Linked DNA regions of Mus musculus: region 2 is linked to region 1. A link is a contact called in public Hi-C data. All regions are on one chromosome and are shown on one strand. Each heading gives the region's core, a stretch centred on a gene start, on an enhancer-like site or on the middle of the called end of the contact. The rest is flanking DNA. Distances are from core to core; before and after follow the strand shown.

The links. A called contact is a pair of places that touch in the nucleus more often than the background predicts.
Region 2: a contact with region 1 is called in a Hi-C map of the N1E-115 cell line, with 3 times the contacts expected there. The contact joins the promoter of A730049N16Rik here to the promoter of Epb41l3 in region 1. A contact is called at or near these places in 4 of 39 promoter capture datasets (the 3T3-L1 cell line, embryonic stem cells, hippocampal neurons and 1 more) and 1 of 484 Hi-C or Micro-C datasets (the N1E-115 cell line).

What each region holds. Positions count from the first base shown.
Region 1 is chr17:69,156,736-69,161,474 of GRCm38.p6, forward strand. Epb41l3 (erythrocyte membrane protein band 4.1 like 3) reads left to right here and starts at 2,621. Exons shown (of 23, transcript NM_001355734.1): 1 at 2,621-3,306.
Region 2 is chr17:69,473,009-69,477,747 of GRCm38.p6, forward strand. A730049N16Rik (a long non-coding RNA gene) reads right to left here and starts at 2,906. Exons shown (of 2, transcript XR_876920.3): 1 at 1,957-2,906; 2 at 394-700. All of the region lies in intron 1 of Akain1 (A kinase (PRKA) anchor inhibitor 1), which reads left to right.

The DNA of each region.
Region 1 (4,739 bases), core at 1,371-3,870:
GGGCGTGGGCCCCGCCGCAGCTCCGCGGAGCCTCCGTGCCTCCTGCAAAGGGGGGCGGGGGAGCCCTGGGCTGCGGCTTCCTCCCGCGCGGAGTCTCCTGCGCACCGCCGAGCAGGACGCCAGCGCCAGCCCGGTCCCCACGCCGCGGCGCGCCCGGCCTTCCCGCCGCCCCCAGGTAACTTTTTCTGCCCTTGGCGGGCCGAAGGGCTCCGAGGGGGACTCGCTTCCAAGACGCGCGGGGCTTGGGGGGCCCCGGTGCGCTGCGCTGCGCCCGCCGACCTCGGCCTCCGCCCTGGGGGCCTCTCTCCGAGCTCCGGCCCCTGGGGGCGATCGGGCCCTGCGCCCCTCTCCAGCCATCGGCGCGGAACCCCGGGTTGGGACGCCATGTTCCGAGCGTGCGGGGCTTGGGGGGAAAAACACTGCGGCGCCAGGCCGGGGGCTGTGCGCGGGAGGGGTTGTGCGTCCCCGAGGCTGCGGCTGCCGCTGCGTCCGTGCCCCGGGCGGGCGCGGCGGGTCTCGGAGCATCCTGGCTCCACGGCGAGGCGGGCCGCTTTTACGTAACTTGCCTCTCCCTCGAGTGGCCGGCGACCTCGGGCCGGCTACTGGCCAGCCAGGTTGCCCCGGGCCTGGGCACCTGCCGGCCGCGCGCCCCTGGGACGGCTCCCTGCGCCGGGCGGGAACGCGCCCCGGCCTGCAGAGCCGAGCACTCGGCCGGGCGCGGCTCACCTGGCGCCCTCGGGACTGCGGGTCGCCTGGAGGGGTCGGGGTAGGGAGGCTGGGGACCGCAGGACTCCGGTCCCTGCTAGTTGCGGCTGGTGCACCCAGGCTCCTGCACCCGGGGGTGGGGGGAGGGCTTGCTTTTTCGGGTTCTCTCTCTAATCGCGCCCTACTCTTCCCCTTCCCCCTACCCCCTGCACCCGGTGCCAAGTTCACAGCTTCTGCAATGCGGTGGGTGTGGTTACCTCGCAGATTGTAAGTGTGGTCCTTCTGGTGGGAACATTCTTGCTTTCTTTCTCCTTTTAGATGTACTGATCTGAAGTTTTCTTGGGGGTCGGGGGGGGGGGGCGATTTACCTTCCCGTCTTTGCAGACCAGGGTTCAAGTTGGGAAGAGTGCTACAGAACAAATCGAATGATAAAGGGAACATGTGGTATTAATTAAGCATGGAGGCTGGGCAGTCCTGAGAGGGCCAGGCAATCCTGCTAATAACGCAATGCTTCCATTACGTGTTTAAGTTGGCGTTTCAGCTTTTTTACATTACTTTATGGAATTGCTTTTGCAGACATCCTTGGCTGGGGTTTTCAGGGGCCCGTTTGGGGATCTGTGGGGCGGTCGGATGTTCTGGGGGTTACTCTTGGTAGCATAACTTAACCAAGTAAAGGACTCATCAAATCCGGCGATCAAAAGAAATTTCTTTTTTGCGCCTTACACTGCCTTTTAAAGCCCCCATGAATCAAAAATGATGGAACTCCACGTATATCCGGAGGCCATGAATGCAGCACCGTTAGAGTTAAGTGGGGCTTTGAAGGAGTGAACCTGCGGAGGAGGAGGAGGAGGAGGAGGAGGAGGAGGAGGAGGAGGAGGAGGAGGAGGAGGAGGAGGAGGAGGAGGAGGAGGGATTTGATGATCCTTATTGACTCTGCTCAGTGCTTTTACCGCTGTCTTTGAATTGCATGGTCATTGTGGCATCAACTTTTTAAACCTTTGTTTGGAGTAACAAAGTTATCGTGAGAGGAAATAATTTCCAAATTGAAGAAGCATGCCTCTCCTTTGTTAGTTTCCAAAACCCCGATGGAATAAGCTGAAGGCTGTGAGTATTGAATTATTTACACTATGATTATTCCAATGGTCTAGAAAAAAAGCTAGATAATTAGAAGCACAAGCCACTGCATGAACTGATCTCGCGCACAGCAAGTTCTTGCAAAAACAGAGCATGTGTTTCGAGAGGTTTGATCGGAAACCAGAAGAGTGGCCTCTGTCGCTTGTAAACACCTTTAGGCCGAGGATTGTAGAGCTAGGGGGCAAAGGCCATTGTCCCAATGACATACTTACATCTAATTTTTTAGAGAATTTCCTTAGGCATAAATATGGTTTAGAGAGTGCGTTCGCCAATCCCCGTTGGGTCCTTGGACCAAGGCCAACTTTGATTTCTGTGGAAATACAAGATTCAGGTTTACTTCTCTGACTGGATCTGGGGTGTGTGTGTGTGTTGCTTTTTTAAAAATCCAAAGGCAGGGTTGGAAGAGATGACTCAGTGCTTAAGAGCATTGACTGCTCTTTAGAAGACTCTGGTTTGATTCCCAGCACTCACATGGCAGTTCACAACCATCCATTCCTCCAGTTCCAGAGGACCCAACATCTTCACTGAGACACGCATGCAGGCAAAACAACAATGCACATAAAGTAATCACAAATAAATGATAAGGTTTCTAAGTCCAATGGCCAAGCCACTAAGGGTGCACTGAGGTAGGAGTGAGGTGACAACCTGTGACCTCAGAGAGCTGTTGATGCTGTCCTTTCAGGCTAGTGTGGAGGGATTGGCTCATCAGTGCTTTCTTCGCTTGTAGGATGCACAGCCATCTTTTTTTTTTTTTTTTTTTTTTTTTGGATTGGATATTTTCTTTATTTACATTTCAAATGGTTGCCCCTTTCCAGGTCTCCCCTTAGGGAGCCCCCTATCCCCTACCTTGGACCCCTGCCTCTATGAGGGTGCTCCCCCACCTACCCACTCACTCCTGTCCTCCCACCCTGGCATTCCCATACACTGAGGGGAATTCTACAATGGATAGGTGGGAATCGGCGATTTCCATGGCAGTGAAAGTTGACTCCAAGAGTAGCCTGGGAAATCTTTCCTTTCGGGTGAGAATTCAAGTATAGCGAAGAGAATTTTCTTAAGTAGAGTACTCTGGTTGTCCTTCATAATTCTGTCCTCACAGTCTTTTCTGAATTCCACTCCCCTCTGAGTGTGAGCTTTATGATGGAGTATAAACTCCCCACTGAGAGCCACGAATCAAGTTCACCTTCAGCACCCCGTCCTTTCAGAAGGCTCACCACTAGTTGCTCATTTGATGGGAATTCATCAGACACTCAGGGCCCTTTGAAGGGCTCCACTGCTATTGCATTTGTCCTGGCTATAAAGGATTATGTCCCCAGAAACAGGGCCCGGACAGTGACATCATTGCTGGGCTGGGGCTATGACATCACTATGGCTCAGAGGAAAACAGGGTGGGGCAGGCAGAAGCATTGGAGTCCCATCGAAGCCTGCAGAAGCCTTTCATGAGGCTTTCACCGTGAACAGCACAACAAGGTATCGTATGGATGTGAAGTGGTAAAAATCTTCGAATATTTCTGTCCCATAAGAAAATACTGTGGGGTTCAGCAAGTCAGGCTTTTAAATTTATTAAGCCTGTAGTTGATCCTGTTTGCACTATTGTACTATTGCAATATCATGCGTAAATTTTTTTCATTTTTAGGTTATTAGTGCCATCTTTAAAATATCTCGTATCTTTTATACTTTCTGAGTTGGCAATGCTGTTTTGTGGTTTGACGCAATGTGCTTGCTGTTCACAACTGGGGAAAAATAGAAAAGCTAGAGGTGTCACAGGTGTAGGAGCTATCTGCCATGATCTGTGGGTAATTAGTTTCCATTCTAACTTTGCTTTATTTGCTGATATTATTTTGTAATTTGACATTTTAATCCTTGGAGAATTCTAGTGTGGAGACATGTCTGGTCCAAATTAGCATCTAACAGGGGGTCAGAGGACGCTCAGGTCCCGAGTGCTCCTATACTCTACGTACCTCATAGCCTATAAAGTATATTAGCTGCTTTTTATGAACTTAGTGTGATCTCATCAGGGCAGAGGGAAGAGCCACGCATCAGTCTCGGGTGTCTTCTGTCTGGGTCTTTGCAAAGATGACTGCCATGATTTCACCTTGATGAGGTAGCACTGTAGGAAGTCGGGGTGGTTCCTACTCAAAGGTTCGGCTATTCCAGGACACGTTCCTGAAGCAGAGAGAAGAAAAGGACTTGAGAACAGTGGAGGTAGAGAAGTCTAAATTAGGTGCTAGGCCTGCAGATCACTGGTGAAATGTCTTCGGTACTGTGGTTTTAGACCTTGCGATGATTGGTTAAATTGCACACTGCAGGACTGGAAGCTTCTATTAGCTCCCAACCCCTAATTCTTTTGTAATTTGCAGTATGGAAGAAAGGCTGACAACTTAATTTTAAGATAGCTGACATTTTGATACATTGTTCTTACAGACTTTCTTACAAACCACACATATGTGCACTCAACATAAGCATATGCACACACACACACACACACACACACACACACACACATGGAGGTAGTCTTGTGTTAAGCCTAGAAAACAAATGCATTGTTTAAATTTTTCCCTGTGATTATTGTTTTTCCTCCAATCATACTAGATCGAGTGCATGGTATGGGTTAGGATTTATTCTTCCTGGGTTTTTATCCCTGAAACAAACAGTTCTAACTCCTGATGCATTCGGTATGTATGCAACCAAATAAGAAACAATTATGACATATTACTTATGACGAAGTGCTTGAAAAGCATCACTATTGGGCGCAAGACCGAAGTACCTGGTCATATCTGCAGCTGTTATTTTTAATAGAAAGGTCCTCTGCATATCCACCTTGATCCCTGGCTGTAGCTTAAACTGTGCAGGTCCCAGCAGGTTTGCTGTATCGGAGAAGAGCACGCTTGAGAGGTGTTCAG
Region 2 (4,739 bases), core at 1,656-4,155, 320 kb after region 1:
CTCAAGAAGGTGACTCCAAAGAACACTCTGTGCCTTCATTTCCACAGGTGCTTTGTTTCCACAGAGCTTTAAGAAGGCTTTGGGGGAGAGCCAACATCACCCCTGGCATGCTCTTCCAGAGGACTGCAAGGGAAGGACTCTTGCCAGATTTACACCATGAAAGCAAGTGACATCTTACCCTGACAAGGACACAGCAAAAGCCCACGTACTCAGAGATGCAAACATTCTTAGTAAAACCCTATCAAGTCAAGTTAAAGAACACATAATAGGTGTTCATATGATCACGTGGTTTTATGTCAGGGCTACAAGGGTGTTTCAACATATACAAATTAATAACAATATCTTGCAGTGGCAGAATGAGGGATTAAAAAAACACACCATTACCTCAATAGATTCAGTAAAAAGCATTTTATAAAATTCAACATCTTTCCACAATTAAAGCCCCAAACAAACTAGGAATAAAAGGGTCCCATCCCCAAAGAATTAAGGCTTCACATGTCAAACAACAGCCGGCATTTGATGGAATGGGGAAAATGCTGAAAGCATTTCTTTTAAAACGGAGAACGTGACCATGGCTGTCCATTCACAATGCTCTTATTAACACTAATCAAAGCTTTATTGGGAGCAACCAGACGGAAAGAAATTGGGAATAGAGTTGATTTCATGTTCTTCCAACCGATAAACACAGTTCATAGTGCACCTAAAAAAAAGCAAACAACAACAATAACATAAGAATTTGGGTCTGCAAGATGGTTTGGGGGGGGGGGAGGGGGTCAAGCTGCTCGCTGCCAAGCCTGATGATCCCCAGACCTGAGTTTGATCCCCAGACCAACACACCGGAAGGAGAGGGATGACTCCCACCCGCTGCACTATAATCCACATGCGTTGTAGACATGTGTGGCAGGCATACCCCGACCCCAGATAAATAAGTATGATTTAACATAAAAATTTAAAATCGTGAGAAACCTTAGCCATTTCATTACTCCTAAAGGTGTCTACTTTGTACAAACCTTGCAGAACTAGTCATCGAATTAATGTACCACGATTATTAAGCAGAGACCGGAAATCACAGTTGGTGGAAGTCTGTGATCTCACATCAACCATGCTCCAGACTTCATTATGGTTTTGCAAATTCATCTCCAGGAATTAATTCACATCTGTCTGCTTTTTAAGGTTGCTTCAAATGCCAGCCTCGGATGGCACAAGGCAGGATTGGTAGGGCTGAAGGCAAGCGGCCCATTGTCTAGGGCACAGGATGCCAAGTGTGCTAATTACCTTTCTATTTTTGTGAAGAGACACCATGGCCCAGACAACTTAAAAAGAAAGCATTTAATTTGCAGGCTCACGGTTCCAGAGGGCTAGAGTCCATGATTATCCTGACAGGAAGGATGGCTGTGGATGGCAGCAGGCATGGAGCAGTAGCTGAGAACTTGTGTTCTGATTTACAAGCATGCGATAGAGAAAGAGAACTAGGAATGGTGTGGGCCTTTGAAACCTCAAAGCCCATCTACCCCAAGTGATACACCTCCTCCAACAAGTCCACACCTCCGAATTCTTTCAAGTACTATGTATCCAAGTACTTCCAAGTACTATGTATCCAAGTACTTCCAAGTACTGTGTATCCAAGTACTTCCAAGTACTGTGTATCCAAGTACTTCCAAGTACTGTGTATCTAACTTTCTAATATATAAGCCCAAGGAGGGGGGGGAGTATTTCATTCAAACCAGCACGCCATGTTTGTGTTATGAATTTCCATAGCTGGAATACAGCTTCTCCTGAATATTTTCATGCATGAGTTTTCACTATCTAAATTCATCTAAGCGTGACTGAATCCATATCCTGTTTCATTAGCATATAAGGAGAACACATGAGATATTTTGACATTATAAAAGGATTGTCTCCAAGTGTTCGGAACCTACTTGTTCAAAGAAATGGCATACATCTTCCTCTACTTACCCTTCTGGCTACTTTTCCTTCGGAGACCATGAGTGACCTGTGAGAGCTGATTGGTTAAACTGATCTAGAACCATACTTTGCGATGGCTAGTCATTTCCGGGTCTTTGACTCTTCCCGTAGCAGAAGATGTTGTCTGTATGAGAGGGTGCTTTTAAAGAGTTCGTTTAAAATCTTTCATACTATTTATACTTACACTGATTTCTCCCACTGTCCCGGTGGGTGAGAAGAGCCAGTAACTGGTTAATATTGCCTAGGAGATCAAAATATTTTGTTAAGTATTTAGATCTTCAGCATTGTGCTCAAGTAATTAAAATCTTTGAGCAGGAAGTCTCTGGTTTGCTTCCGAACTCCAAGCAGGACCTGTAAGTCCATTTTTTAAGTAAATGGGCTAGCAAGCACGGTCCTTGGAGCAGTTTAAGTGGGTTTGGTAAATCAGAAACAGGGGTCAGGACTCTCAGCTCAGCCCTGGGCTTGGGGTTGGGGTGGAGTGGGGTCTTCGTGGCTTCGGCAACTCCAGCTGCAGCCGGCAGGGGGCGGCAGAGGCTGCGTGAGCGGAGGTGGGGCGGCGCTGTCTGGCTGCACAGTCCACCCAGGTTTCTATTCCAGTTATGTCCGGTTGCCCCGGAGCGAGGCCACTCCGTGTCTGGCTTTTTTGCCCACCCGAACCTCGCTCCACCGTCCATCCTCCGGGCCGGGTACCATGCTCTTCAGTGTGTGCTTAAGGCTCTGCAGGGACGGTTGCCGGGAGCCATCTGCCTTCAACTGCCCCAATCCTGCAGATTCAGACAAGGGGCAGGAAGTTTTATCTCGCCCAAAGCATTGCAAGCTGAGCTGCTGGACAGATAGAAAGCCACATCCCCGTGGCTCGCCGGGAAAGTAGAAGTTGGAAGGAATGGTGTGAAAGGGAGAAACCCAGATTTCTGCTAAACTCCGTTAGAAGCCTTGTACTCAGGAGTTTTGGGAGCTCTCTGGACTCATAACCCACTTTTGGTTGAGTTTCTCGATCTCCGCATGCTCAGAAAATGCAACATTTAAACACCTCTGGCATAACACTTTCATGAACACTTGCCCTGCTCCAGCTCCTTTCAGTGCAAAATTTGTTCTCTCTCTTAAGTCTTCCCTTCAAACCGCCACCCAAACTCCGTGATTCCTTCTCAGAACATTTCCTCCCTTTATAACAGTTGCTTTTTGTGTCCTTTTCTTCTAAGATTTCATTCGTGTTTGGACAGGGAAGACGGTTCAGTGGATAAAGTACTTGCCCCCTACACTTAAAGACTGGAGTTCCGATACTCAGGACCTACCTAAAAGCCACATATGTGACAGGAGCACCTCCTGGGAGATGGGACCAGAGACGAGAGGATTCCCAGAAGGGGAGTGGGATGGTTTGTCAGGGGGAATGTAGGGGTGGACAAGATACTTCCTCAGTATAGAAGGGAAGGACAGACCCCTCTCTGACCTCCACCCTCACCAGAGTCCACTCAAGTGAGTGCTTGCACAATGCTCTGCCATCAGACACCCAACACATTTAGAAATAACAAAAATAAAGAACTTATTGTTTTTTTTTTAGAGAAATTTTAGGTGCACAACAAAATCAGAAGCACACAGATATCTTATGTGCCCTCTGCCCTTGCACATGTACAAACTCCCATAGTTACAACACTCCAGACAATGGCTCATGAATCGGTACACATAGAAAGGCATTTCCCTCGTATCATGAGCCGCTTTGGGTTTGGGTAAATGAACTATGAGAAATAATACATTCCTATTATTTCTATAGGAGCAGTTTCACTTTCTGAAACATCGTCTGTGCTCCAAGTTTATAATGAACATAGATATAAAATTGACCTAGAAAAGATTATGTGGAGTGTGAGTTGGTCAATAGTCTGTGTGGCTCTGACCCGTTGACCCATCTCCCCTACCTGGGGCATCAAGTCTCTATAGGATTAGGTGTACCCTCTCCCACTGAGGTTGGAAAAGGCAGCCTTCTGCTACATATGTGCTGGGGGCCTCAGACCAGCCTATGCATGCTCTTTGGTTGATGGCTTAGTCTCTGGGAGCTCTCAGGGGTCTGTGTTAGTGAGTCTGTTGTTCTTCCTGTGGGGTTGCCATCCCTTCAGTTCCTTCAGTCCTTCCCCTAACTCTTCCATAGGGGTCATTGACCTCATTCCAATGGTTGGCTGTAAGGATCTGCAGCTGTCTCAATCAGCTGCTGGTAGAGCCTCTCTGAGGACAGCCATAGCAGACTCCTGTCTGTGAGCACAGCATAGCATCAGTAATAGTGTCAGGGTTTGGTGCCTGTCCATGGGACAGATCCCAAGTTGAGCCTGTCACTGGTTGGTTTTTCCTTCAGACTCTGTTCCATTTTGTCCCTGCATTTCTTTTAGTATGATTTTCAAGACATTTGTAAATGCTGTTCTCACTCTGTGTTGATCACTGTTGCTTTATAACTGATATTGGTAGCTGCTAACTCAGGCCTTTGCATTTAATGTGTTTTTTTTTTTTTTCTTTCTTTCTCAAGTTACCCCGGTCTTTTGTGCCTGAAATAATCAAATCAGAATCCTAGATTAAATTGCTATTTCCTTTTCAGGTTTTATTGGCACTGCTCTGTTTGGCTTCTCTAAGGCATTGCAACCTAGTAATAGTGTAGAAATTCAATTATGTGCTAAAATAATTTAACAGCTCTAAAGCTAAAAGCCTTCTGTGGCTCTGTTAGCGAGCCCCATGCCTGACTGGCCTCCTGGGGCCAGAAGAGACTCAATTTGTTTTCCTCTTGACAGGTCCAG